Linked DNA regions of Zea mays: region 1 is linked to region 2. The links are chromatin contacts, called in public Hi-C maps. All regions are on one chromosome and are shown on one strand. The core of a region is the stretch at or near the end of the contact, and the rest is flanking DNA. Distances in the headings are between cores, read along the strand shown.

Region 1 (6,061 bases), core at 392-2,891, 160 kb after region 2:
GATCGGCCGTTCGAACTAAATTGTCATTATAGTATAGCCGGCTGCTTCTTATACTTTTTTTTGGCTGTATCTGTGTGTTTGCTTGCGGTCTTTCGAAATCGTTACCTCCTTGCAATTTTTTCACGTTCTGTCTGTGCCATTAGCTATTGGCTCACAGATTCTGTTGTGGCCCAGCCATCTCGACCGTAGATTTTGTACATCCTGCAGATGAATTAGCCGGCCGGAATGCCACCACCGTCAGCAGAGACAAACTCGTCCCTCCACATGTATGCTAGTTGTTCCTAATCATCAAAGCTAATTAATACAACTCTTTACAGGTGAGAACACATCTAATCTCTTCGTTCGACAAAGTTTGCTGGCGCCCTCAGGTTTGGATTGCTGAAGCAGTTTAGGTTTGTTCATGTCTGTATAGTGTAGAAGCATCACTTCAAATGAACTACTTTAACAGCAATCTAGGCAGCGAGCAGCGTGGTCGAGGGAATCTTGAATTTCACTAATTTTGTTGACTTCTGAGATTTGATTATTAAACTCAATAAACGGATAAACAAAAAATATGGCGTAATTTACATCTCAGCTTGTCCTAAACGTGAATTACTGTAAGTCTGTCTATAGGTCCAGCTGCTCCGCCTCTTTCACGAGCGCGGCGAGCGCCTCCTGTGCGCCGGCCGCTTCCCGCTCGGCGACGAACGGGTGCTCCAGCAGCTCGGCCACCGACGCGCGCCGCCCGGCCTTCTTCTCTAAGCACCGCGCCACGAAATCCCGGAACTCTTCCGACGCCGCGGCCGGCGGCTCCGGCGCCTCGCCGAAGCATATGGCGCACATCAGCGCGGCCCAGTCCGGGCGCTGGCCCGCGGGCAGGAGAGGGAAGTGGCCCCGGTACAGCTCCAGGATGGCCACCCCGAGGCTCCACACGTCGGCGGCGTAGGGGTCGTAGTCTCCCGAGTACGCCTCCGGGTCGAACCGCTCGGGGGACATGTACGCCGCCGTGCCGACGTAGGACGCGCAGGGATCCAGCCGCCGGCGCAGCACCTTGCCCGCGCCGAAGTCGGCGATCTTCACCTCGCCGTCGGCGCCGACGAGCAGGTTCGACGGCTTCAGGTCGCGGTGCACGACGCGGAGCGCGTGGACCGCGGCGAGCCCGAGGAGCGCCTGCCGCGCCACGGCGGCGATGGGGCGCTCCCCCATCGGCCGGTCCAGCCGGCGCAGCAGGCCCGACAGGGAGCCCCCGGGCATGAGCTCCAGCGCCAGCGCCGCGGGAGCCTCCCCGGCGGCCGACGGGATCACCGCGTGTAGGCGCACGACGTGGGGCGCGTCCGCGGCGAGCATCAGTATCTCGGCCTCGCGCGCCGCCGAGGTGTCCCCGTCCGCGAATAGCTTGAGTGCGACCGGCTGCGCGGACCGGCGGTGCCGCGCCTTGTACACGGTGCCGCCGTTGCCGTGGCCGAGAACGGAGAGCCTCTCGTAGTCGGAGAGGCGGGCGTCGGACGTGGAGGTGGACGGCGCGGCGGTGGGCTGAGGCTGCGGTGGCACGCGCAGGGCGAAGTGGTCCAGCGGGAGGGTAAGGTGCGGCAGCTGGCGGCGCTGGCGGACGAGAGCCATTGGCTTGTTGGCAGTTGTGGCCTCTGGGGTGAGGAGTTGCCGGGAGAAGAAGGGAGGGAGGCAAGCAATGACACGGGAAGGAGCTTCTATATAGGGACGGGGTGACCCGTGACCGAGCGGCGGGTGAGTGTGGAGTTCGGTGGCGGCACCGGAGGGTGAGTCGGTTGCATATCCACACTCGCCTGCCCGTGGCCGTGGCTTCTCATCGGGCATCGGCTATACTGCCTCCGTTGGACGTTCCAATTTATCCGGCAGATAAAACGTAACAGTTTAACAAGATTTAGATAATGAAATAATAACAAAATTTAACTAGCCTTATACTATATAGTGTGTTTATTTGATTTTATAGATCTCTAGGATTCTATCTATTTATGTTGTGTGCCCGCAATCTGCGCTTTTGTCGACATGGCCTTTGGAGCAGAATAATTGGGTACCTGGTATCCACGATTAAGTAAAGAATATATCGATCTCTAAGAATAATGCTGTGTTAGGATCTTTATAAAAAGATATAAGGTAGAAAACATAAGGATGAGATCCACACATTTGGATTCTAGCAGAAGAACATTCCAGAATCCAACTATCTACACCTCCAACGGTCCAACCTATTATTCACATATTTTTCACTACGCAACAGTAATAACTATTATAAAAAAAACACAAGATGCAAGCACCTCTATTTTTTTTGTCTAAAGTTAAGACTCTACTGGAAGAGATGAAACACTTATTCTTACTCCCAATAGAAACTTTCATTTTATGATTCCATAGACATCTAATTTCATAACTCATATAACTTAGTAAACATTATTAAGTACAAATAAAATCGGGATAAAACCTCTGCTGAGACTCACCTAATTAACGAAGCACTCTGCTATATGACTTATTCAAAACGGTTAGCGATCATCATATCGTTCATGCCACTTTTCCCATTTTCTTATTGAGAAAGGATTGGGTAGGCCAGTGTGGTCTTGTTTTCGGTTATTGGATGCCACATGTTACATGTGTAGAAAGCTCCTAACAACAAGTACGTTTTATAGGATTTAGGGCACCAATAATATATTCTATTCCAACACTAAAGCCCTAATTATATATTATAAGATAGTCCAATACAGTGTAGTATATATTTGAGATACTTGAGATGATTATCTATAATTTTTTAACCAAATTTTATAAAATGTGGCACTGTTGGATTAGTTTTTTTCTTCGGGAACCCCTATATTTCAATTTGAGACACCGATTTAAGACATTGTTTGAGATGCTCTAAAGTCATAAGGCCCTATTTTAAACATGTAAAACTAATAGTTAGTCGCTAAAATTACTTGAGAGTTAAGAACGGGACAGCTAGTAGGCCAGCTAATTGCTCCTCTCAAATGGCTATCAATTGTTAGCTGCACTAATTCAGCTAAAATCAGTCAATAACTTATCAGCTTACTAAAAGTTATTAGCTCTAAAAGTTTGGAACATGGTCTAAATAAATACATAATTTACCGCAAACACTCTGGCTGAAACAAAGAGTTTACCGAAGTCGAAGTCAGCAACATTTCTCAACGTGCGCATATACGGACAAAATTATGCTACATGTCAGCAATTTAGGTTCCTGATGCGTTTGCGTTAAGGTCCGGGATTCTGTCCATTAGCCACGCTTGGCTCCAAGCCACCAATCACGTGCCACATTAGCACGGACCTAGAAGTAACGATCTCCTCTTCGTAATCTATCCAAAGTTAGGCCGCTCCCGCCGTCCCGTCCCGTCCGGTCCGGTCCGGTCTATTCCAAGCGGCAGTCACGAGCGGACCCAGAAGAGACGGCGAGAAAACGTGGGGAGGCGGGTGAGGTGAAGCGAAGGCGTACGGTGAAACTGGTGACGGTGGTGGCAGCAGGCAGGAAGACGGGGAGAACTTTCCAAACGCCACGCCCCGATTGGGAACTGCGATGGGGAAAATCTATGGCCTATGGCTATGTATGGCAGTATGGGGTCGGGGCGGGAACCGGGAAGGACCCGCGCGGGAGCCCAGTGGCTCAGCGACAGCGACGCGCGGGGTGACTTGTTCCATCCGGATCGTTTGGATCTGGCGCACGCGGCGGAAGTCTGTTGCTCCCATTGGTCACGTGGCGCTGTGTCTGTCGCTCCCTACACCACAGGGAGCGCTGAGTGTTTTGTTCTTTTTTCTTTGTGTTGGAGGGATTTGCCTGCTTTCGCTCTCCTTTCTCGAACCGCCATTTTCGCCAAAGCTGGCTGTCGCAAATGTACGCGACAGATTTTCCACACTCATTATCAATCTCAGTTTTTTGGCGAGGTAAAATAAAACCCACCTTCCAATGTAGTACTAATGTACTATCTCTATAAATAAATAGAAATTTGTCTACAAAATAAATCAATCTTTAGGAGGATGAACGATGTACCAGACTTTTTTTATCCTTGTGGCAAACAGTTTGACGACTAATTTTAGCACCTGAACCGCCCATCAGGATCAATAATAAATCAGCTAATTGTTAGTCCGAAGGCTGGTAAACTGTTTGCTCATTAGCCATTTGACTTTACTAATAGATGTTAATAGATCGTATAAAGATAAAGAGACATCTAACCAAGTCTCCAAACATACCCTGACTATTTTTTATTTGCTAATTATTAGCCACTCGTAAATAATAAGCAAGGAGAATTCAAACATGGCCTTACCATACCCTTGTCACCTTCTAATCTAGTATATTAAGTTTCTGCCGTTATGTACGTATAGTAAATAATATAATTAACATGGTATTGGAATAATCTCTAATCAACGTACAACTATTCTAGTTAGTGAACAATAATATGATACTGCCTATGTCCTAAAATAGTTCTTTATTATTATAACCCACTTTTTTCCATCCATATTTATTCAAATGATAAATAAGAGTAAATCATTATATGGTGGCCAATGGACGATGGACGACGCATCTTTGGGGGTAGTGGATGACACTGCACGAAGAAGAAACTATTAAAGCTATATGGTGAACCATTTTTTTTTAAAAAAAAGGAATAAGAGTAAATCATTAGAAACAGTTGAAGGAAAAAACAACAAATTAGCTCCTTTTTCTTTTTTAGGAGCTAGAACAATCATTGATTAGAGATGCTCAAAAAATAAATACCGTTAATGGGAGTTAGAGTGATCTAGATTATTTAAAAAAACTTTTGAGAGAACTGTTAGGGCCGTCCTATGAGATCAATTTTTTTTCCAGCGGTCCTATAAAAAAAGTTTGTCACTATGTCATGTACTAGCACTTTCAAGAAAACGAACTATCCGATTAGGCTGATTCGCCACGAAGGTAGTGGACCTGTGCAAATTCGATAAGACGCCCGGATGTTATGAAATTGTACATTGGTGATTTGGCTTACTCGCCACGAAAAAAGTGGCATTTGATCGATCTTGGATCCCTCTATCCTTCACGAAACGAAACGATCTCGAAGGACGATGCTTTGTACTGTTATTATTGGACCTCTTGACGAGCCAGCCTTTCCTGAGGTCTTCCACCCGAAATTCTAAGGATATATAAATATATAATATAGAAAAAAACCAAAAAAAAATATAGTTTATTTGCTCCCGATGCTAAAATACTGTCCACCCGCGCTGCAAAGCAACCGATCCACAGTCATCTCTTATCAGCAATGCCTATCCTTTTTTTTTTGTAATTCACTGTCCTTGTCAGCTCCCATTTTCCACTCCCAGCGCCAGCGGACAAAACCCCATGACGCACGCATTGAGCTGTTCGTGATAAGAATAAAAGATACACGCCCGCCCCTATCCCTATCCATCCCGGTTATTTATTTACTTATTTATTTATTTTATTGACACCCCACCTGTCGCCGTCTCGCTCAGCCTTTTTTCCCGGAGGAATATAAAACTGATACCTTGGCAAGCAACCGACCGTGACACCTGAGCCGGAGGCGAGGTAAATAACACGTGATGGAGCAACGAGATAATACGCCCGCCCCCGCACGCACGCACGCGACAACGCTACTCCGTGCGTTCCTGCCGCCTTCGGCTTGCCGGCCTTGCGACCTTCCTCGTGTCCGCGCGGCGAGACCAACTGGGTACTGCACGGCCGTTTGCGCCAGTGCCCATGGATAGTGGAGACTGGAGCTGGAGTCACTGCTTGCTCCTGTGGCCACTCCTTTGTACAGTCGGAGGCGACGAAATTAAAAACCCTAGCCACCTCATTTCTAGAGGGAGGTAGAAAAACGAATTCTTGCTGGAGCGCACCAATAAGGAGCTAGAGCTGGAGTTGTTTAGCAAACCGAGATGTTTTCCAGAACGCTAGCTAGTACTCGTATTTACAACTGCATGCAGTACTTCCTAATCACCCCGATGGGGTGTTCATTTTCAGGGTTAACGACTCATCAGGCAACGACCAGGCCGTCACCCATGGCGTTTAGCTAAGCGAAACGTCACTACCATTTGTGCCATTAGATTATTTGAGTCCATTCATAAT
Region 2 (6,157 bases), core at 2,612-5,111:
ACACCAATGGCGGCCCTTCGCTTACTCCACACTCGGTTGAGGCCGGGACGTCCATGGAGACCTCTCCAAGCTTCATCACCATGCTGGTGTTGCCTCCAGCGTACGGATGCAGATGCTGCGGTCAGGTGCGCGCGACATAGCGGGGAAGCTCCGCCCCGATGGCCATGGCGCAATGGTCCTCTTGCTGCCTCGAGTGTGGGGTTGTCAAGTCAGTAGTGCGCTGTTGCGGCTTAAGTTGCTCGAAGACGGCGACGCGTATAGATAGTAGATGAATAAGAAACCGCTAGATTTCCGAGCTGCCTATATATTTTAGAGGATATTTTATCGTCCGTGGTTAAAAGCATAGACAACAATGGCGACCACTAAATTTTCGGTAGCGGACTGCTGGACACAGCCTAAAGTTTCACTCTGCCCAAAGACCTTCGCAAAGCCTGCAACTTGGGAACTTGCAGCTTTTGTTCGCGCTAGTTCCAAAAAAACTGATCATCACGTAAAAACGAGCTCCTCTAATACTGGCACATGATGGTTAGTTCCAAAATCCAAAGACGTATACACACGCCTAGGAGAAAGGTCATGGTCTTCAGATGAATGAGATTTCAGGTCTGCATCTTGTATAGCTCATAGTACTGCCTTCCACGGATCAGGTAAATAGCACCACAAACCAAAGTACTAGAGCATCACTAGATTCAAGCCAGCTCTCGAGACTAGACCACTGGCAATACATTACGCTGGAAAGCATACCTCATTTACACACCTAAACTACTCGGCGAAAGCTCCAGCCGAGCCAACACAAACAGACATTACCGCAGGAGCAGCACGGGAAGGGAACGCTCCTTCCTACTCCCACACGTCGTCCAGAGAGGAGTCCTCGTCTTCATCCCGCTGGTTCGCCAGCGCCAGCTCCTCGGAGACGTAGGAGAGCCCCTGCATCAGCCTCACCACCTCCGCCGCGTCGTCGAGGTAGTACTTGGCCTTGCTGGGCTTGCGGCCGACGGTGCACGCGAACACCTCCGCCTTGGACGCCAGCGAGTCCCCGCAGGCAGCGGTGGCGATCAGCTGGAACATGTCCTCGTCGGACTTGTCGTCGCCGATGCACAGGACGAAGTCCGGGCACTGGCCCCGCTCCTTCATCGACACAAGCATGCGCCGGGCCACCAAGCCCTTGCTCACGCCCTGCAAAAGCGAACAATCTCGTCGCCAGGCAGTGAGTTCATGCGCCTGGTCTATTTGCCCAATGCAAAGAAGATGCGGAGATCGAGGATCGATGCTTCACCTGCGGTTTCACTTCAACTGAGTGAGGCGTGGTCTTCACCGACACAGGCTCGTTCGCGAGCACGCTCTCAAGGTGGTCGACGAGCTCCTTGGCCTGGCACGACCCGAAGTCGGGGTCCGCGTCCTCGTAGTTCCACACGAGCACCGTCTCCCTGTCCTCGATGGTTGAGCCGTCCGTCGTCTCCCTGTACAGGCACATCACCGGCTCCGCGATCTGCTTCCAGCTGCAGTCTGTGGCAGCGACACAGGTCTTCCATTCCGCGTCCCTCTTACACCTTTATATTCAGTAATATAACACATTAATTTCAAGAGTCAAGAAATCCCAACGAATTCAACTGGAAGACAATTCCATTCCAACACTACTATGTGAAGTTTCACCAAATGAAACATTTCTTCACGACAGGACGGCATTTAGCATTGCAAGATGAATGATCCATCAAGTTTTTAGTTGGCCGATGTTATGGCTTATGGCATCGCATTATTAAGGCAGATGATGATGATGATATGGAGAAGCAAAAAAAAATCTGATCTTCAGAAAGTAGGACATAGAGCCACATACCTCAGGAAGTAGCCATGCTCCGCGGCTATGCCAAGGTTCTCACAAGGGAACCACTCATGAAGGGTGCGCCGGTCATACCCGCTGCATAGGTACACCACATTGTCCTTGTCTCGGCACAGGCTGTTGAGGATCCGCACAGATTCAGTTGACGGGCTCTTGTTAATCGCCTGTGGCATCAGCGTGCCATCGTAGTCCAGCAGAATTGCCCGTGTCTTGGCTCTCCGGTATGCCATAAGGATGTTCTCCAAGGAAAGCTTCCTGAAGGTCAGGTCGAGCGAGACCACTCTGAACCGCAGGCCGAAGCCAATGCCCCAGCACCTCTTCTGAGAATGATACTTGCAGGTCCTCTCAAGGTCCAGGAGGAAGCTGTTAGCCCAGTACCCGACGTCGTGGGTGCTCACGTAGCGGAAGTGCTTATCGTGGCGCAGCCTCTTCTCGTTCTCAGGCAGCACAAGGGCGGTCTCCATGGCGTCAGCCACGGCCTCGATGTTCCACGGGTTCACCCTGATGGCGCCGCTCAGAGACGGCGAGCACCCGATGAACTCGGACACCACCAGCATGCTCTTCTTCTCCTCTGGCTTCCCCTGCCGCAGCATCCTGTCCAGCTTCTCGTTCCCCTGCCGGGAGACGATGTACTCATAGGGAATCAGGTTCATGCCGTCCCTGACCGCGGTCACCAGGCACACCTCGGCTATGACGTAGTAGGCCACGCGCTCGTAGAACTGCAGAGGCTCATCGATCAGGACCACCGGCTCGTACCCCGGCTCACCGTACACCTCGTTGATGCGCCGCACCATGGCGTACGTCTCGGTCTGCACCTCGGCGACGTCCTTCCCCCTCCCTCGCGCCGGGTTGGCCACCTGCACCAGCACCAGCTTCCCCCGCCACTCGGGGTGCTGCCGCAGAAGCTCCTCCATGGCAAGGAGCTTGAGGCTGATCCCCTTGAAGATGTCCATGTCGTCGACGCCTAGCATGACCACTCTCCCCTTTCCAGAGTACATCTCCATCAGCTCGGACACCTTGGCCTCGGTCTCCGGCAACCCGAGCACCGTCTTGAGCTGCTCCATGTGCACCCCCACAGGCAGGATCTTGATGCTCACCGTACGGCCGTAGTACTCGAGGCAAATGTGCCCCCGCTTGGACTCGTACGAGAGCCCGAGCATCCGGCCGCAGCAGGAGAGGAAGTGGCGCGCGTAGTCGAAGGTGTGGAAGCCGATGAGGTCGGAGTTGAGCAGGGCGCGCAGAAGCTCCTCGCGCACGGGGAGCGTCTTGTAGATCTCGGACGAGGGGAACGGCGAGTGCAGGAAGAAGCCGAGCTTGATGCGGTTGAAGCGCTTGCGCAGGAAGGTTGGGAGCACCATGAGGTGGTAGTCGTGCACCCACACGAAGTCGTCGTCCGGGTTGATCACCTCCAGCACCTTGTCCGCGAAGATCTTGTTGGCCGAGACGTAGGCCTGCCACAGCGCGCGGTCGAAGCGGCCGCCGAGGTCGGGGGACAGCGGCAGCATGTAGTGGAAGAGGGGCCACAGGTGCTGCTTGCAGAAGCCGTGGTAGTAGCGCTCGGCGATGTCCGTGGGCAGGAAGGCCGGCACGCAGTTGTGGGTCTCGAGGAGCGCCTGCGCGACGGCGTCCTGCTCGGCCTGCGGGATGTCGTCGCGCAGGCAGCCGATGTAGATGAACTCCATCAGGGGGGACGACGAGTGGTGGAGGTGGCGGAGGAGGGAGTCCTCGTCCCACTCGAAGGTCCAGGGCTCCTCCGGCGACTCCGGGCGGTGGGACCGGATCGGGAGCTGGTTGGCCACGATGATGGTGCGCGGCCGCGGCGGCGTGGACGGCGACGCCGGCGAGTCGTCGATGAGCCCGGGGGTGGTGACCACGCGCGGCAGCCGCCGCCGGAGCGCGCCAAGCGCCGCGACCGCCGGCGCCTGGTCCGCTGCTCCGGTTGCCAGGTCGAGGAGGTTGGAGTAGGAGCGGGACGCCATGGCAGGCCGCCTGGTCCTCGCAGGGATCCGATTCCGAGCTGGCTTGGATCAAATCTTTGGGGGCTTTTGCTACAAGAAGCACAGTCCTTGCGGCAGAAATCCAAGATTGGCGTTTGGATCGACGCACGAACTAGCGGAGAAATGGAGCGGATGCTTTGGTCCGCTGTTTCTTGCAGGATAGGGACAAGCTCGCAGTGTTTGTGAGAGAAGTGGCACACACTGACACACTGGACTCAACAAGCAGCCACCTGTGAGTGAGGGGAAGGAGTCAGAGAGATAAAGAGGATTTTTTGTGCTTTCAATACAAAGGGAGGGAGAGCCTTTTCTTCTGCTGCAAACTGACGTTGCTGTTCTTGCCTGGTGGACGTGGGGGAGTACAGCTGAGTGGTGAAAAATTTGACGGCTCAGAGACTAGCAGTAAAAATCCCCTTCAAAGCGAGCAATGAAGCAAAGGAACTCTGCTGGACTGAAGTAAGAAGCTGATAAATATCAGACGGAAAGTGCAGGAGAAACGCGAGAAGAATCTCCGAGCCGCAATCAACCCCTCCTCCTATGCTCTTAAGAGCTGCTCATGTTGCATGACAGCATGAGGAAGAAGTGGGGGTGGACAGGAGAAATAGCTTTATAGCAGCTCACCCTGGCCTCTCCGGAGGTCCTCGTGGAGGGGAGATCCTTGGCCTTGGATTAATCAACCAGGCGACCGACGGCAACAAACGAGTCGCATAGGACACCACGACAGCGGGGTGTGGGGGTGACAGGGACGGCAACGATCACCCCGGTTCGGCTCTCCCTCTCCCTCTCCTTCTGGGAGACGGATAAGCGAGAGGAGAAAAACAAGAAACGGGAGGAAAATAATATGGAATTTGCTCGGCGATCCGGAGGCGGCCTTGTTTGGTTCTGGTTAGGTGGCCTTGCGCTTGGATCTTTCCGCAGCTCTCAGGGGAGAAGAACGCAGGCAGCACAAGTGCAGTGCCGCTGGAATCAACTGGGGAGGAAATTTACCGGCGTGTGTGCGTCGGACGGACGGAGTTCGGTGGCCGTTCCCTTCGTGTAATTATTGGTTTTATATCAGTAGACAGCGAAAAAGCCTGGTGGGGACGTGGGGTGGTGTAGTACTAGTAACTGACAAGTTGCCCACGCTATTAGTTTTCTAGTCTTGAAATCCCATTTTTTAAAAAAGATTTTCATTTTTTAAAGAAAAAATGAGCTAATTTTTTATAAGAAAATGAAAATTTCTTTTAAAAATGAGATTCCCAGACTAACCTTAACATTTAGACTTTTTACATGAAAATAATTTCTTTAAAATAAAACAGCATTGTTTTTTAGTTTACATTAGTCTTCTCTCTATAGCACAGGTTCGGTATAGGTATACATTAGATTAAAGCCATTATATTCAACTTCTCCCATTCTTTTCTTTCTTGTTGCACATCATATTGCACAAATGGTGCATTTTTACCGTAAATGACAGATCAAATATCATTGGTACGGTCTCTTCAATTGAACTCATTTATTTAAATAAGGCCACTGTCTACAGATTGTTTAATTTCTTGGCCCCTTGTATTTTTTTAAGTAATCTGGTACATTCTCTCTTGTTGATTTATAATTGACTTTTTATCCTAAAACGTTATCTTTTTGTGCGTCTTATCATTCCGTCAACGTCTACCTGCATTTAACGACTTGCTAGACAAATCTTAAAACTATTACTCTATCTGAGCTCCTAATCTTAGGCGGATTGCTATCCAATCGCTTTATCACTCTCGTTCCGCTGCTGCTTATGGGCTTCTGGTGCAATAGATTGGGAATCGATTACCCAACTATTACAAGTTAAATATCAAAAGCAAATATGGTTTTGTGATCGCATTATAGTGCTTCAGTGATTTGTTCAGAGATATTAGAATATAGCTTGGATGTCTTTTGCGCATGTGTATAGTCCTTGTCCTTCTCAATGTGTTCATTGTGCTTTTCTATTTCTATAATGGTGGCAAAATCCTTTTTTAACGTTCATACACTTATCGTTACAGAGTGTGAAGCGGTCGAGTTTCTTCCGATTTATGTCCATCAGTGCCACCACCACCGTTATGAATAATTATCGTTTGATGACAATCAAAATTGACCATTACCCGCATCCAACAATTGATGACCATTACACACTGATGTTGACTGCTAGGTTTAGCTTATTTGGCTCATCCTGCACCTATAAAAAAAAGCAGAGACCCTCTGCTCATAGCACCTCATTTCACACTCATAGCCTCATATACTCTTTCTTAGAAGACATCTCCCTTCCCCTCCCTCTGGTTTTGTGGTTAGTTATGCTAGATCTCCAGTGTCACGGGTCCACGAGAGA

The links. Hi-C and Micro-C count contacts between places; a contact is called where the count stands out from the background.
Region 1: a contact with region 2 is called in a Hi-C map of endosperm, with 1.8 times the contacts expected there. The contact joins the promoter of LOC100272290 here to the promoter of LOC100217143 in region 2. A contact is called at or near these places in 2 of 25 Hi-C or Micro-C datasets (endosperm and tassel).

What each region holds. Positions count from the first base shown.
Region 1 is chr1:28,555,067-28,561,127 of Zm-B73-REFERENCE-NAM-5.0, forward strand. LOC100272290 reads right to left here and starts at 1,642. Exons shown (of 1, transcript NM_001146777.1): 1 at 378-1,642. The coding sequence starts at 1,599. The coding sequence ends at 607. It also overlaps a transcript of LOC103632985 not described here.
Region 2 is chr1:28,390,822-28,396,978 of Zm-B73-REFERENCE-NAM-5.0, forward strand. It overlaps LOC100217143, which reads right to left and starts at 3,862. Exons shown (of 3, transcript NM_001348792.1): 1 at 1,832-3,862; 2 at 1,274-1,547; 3 at 582-1,173. The coding sequence starts at 3,813. The coding sequence ends at 838.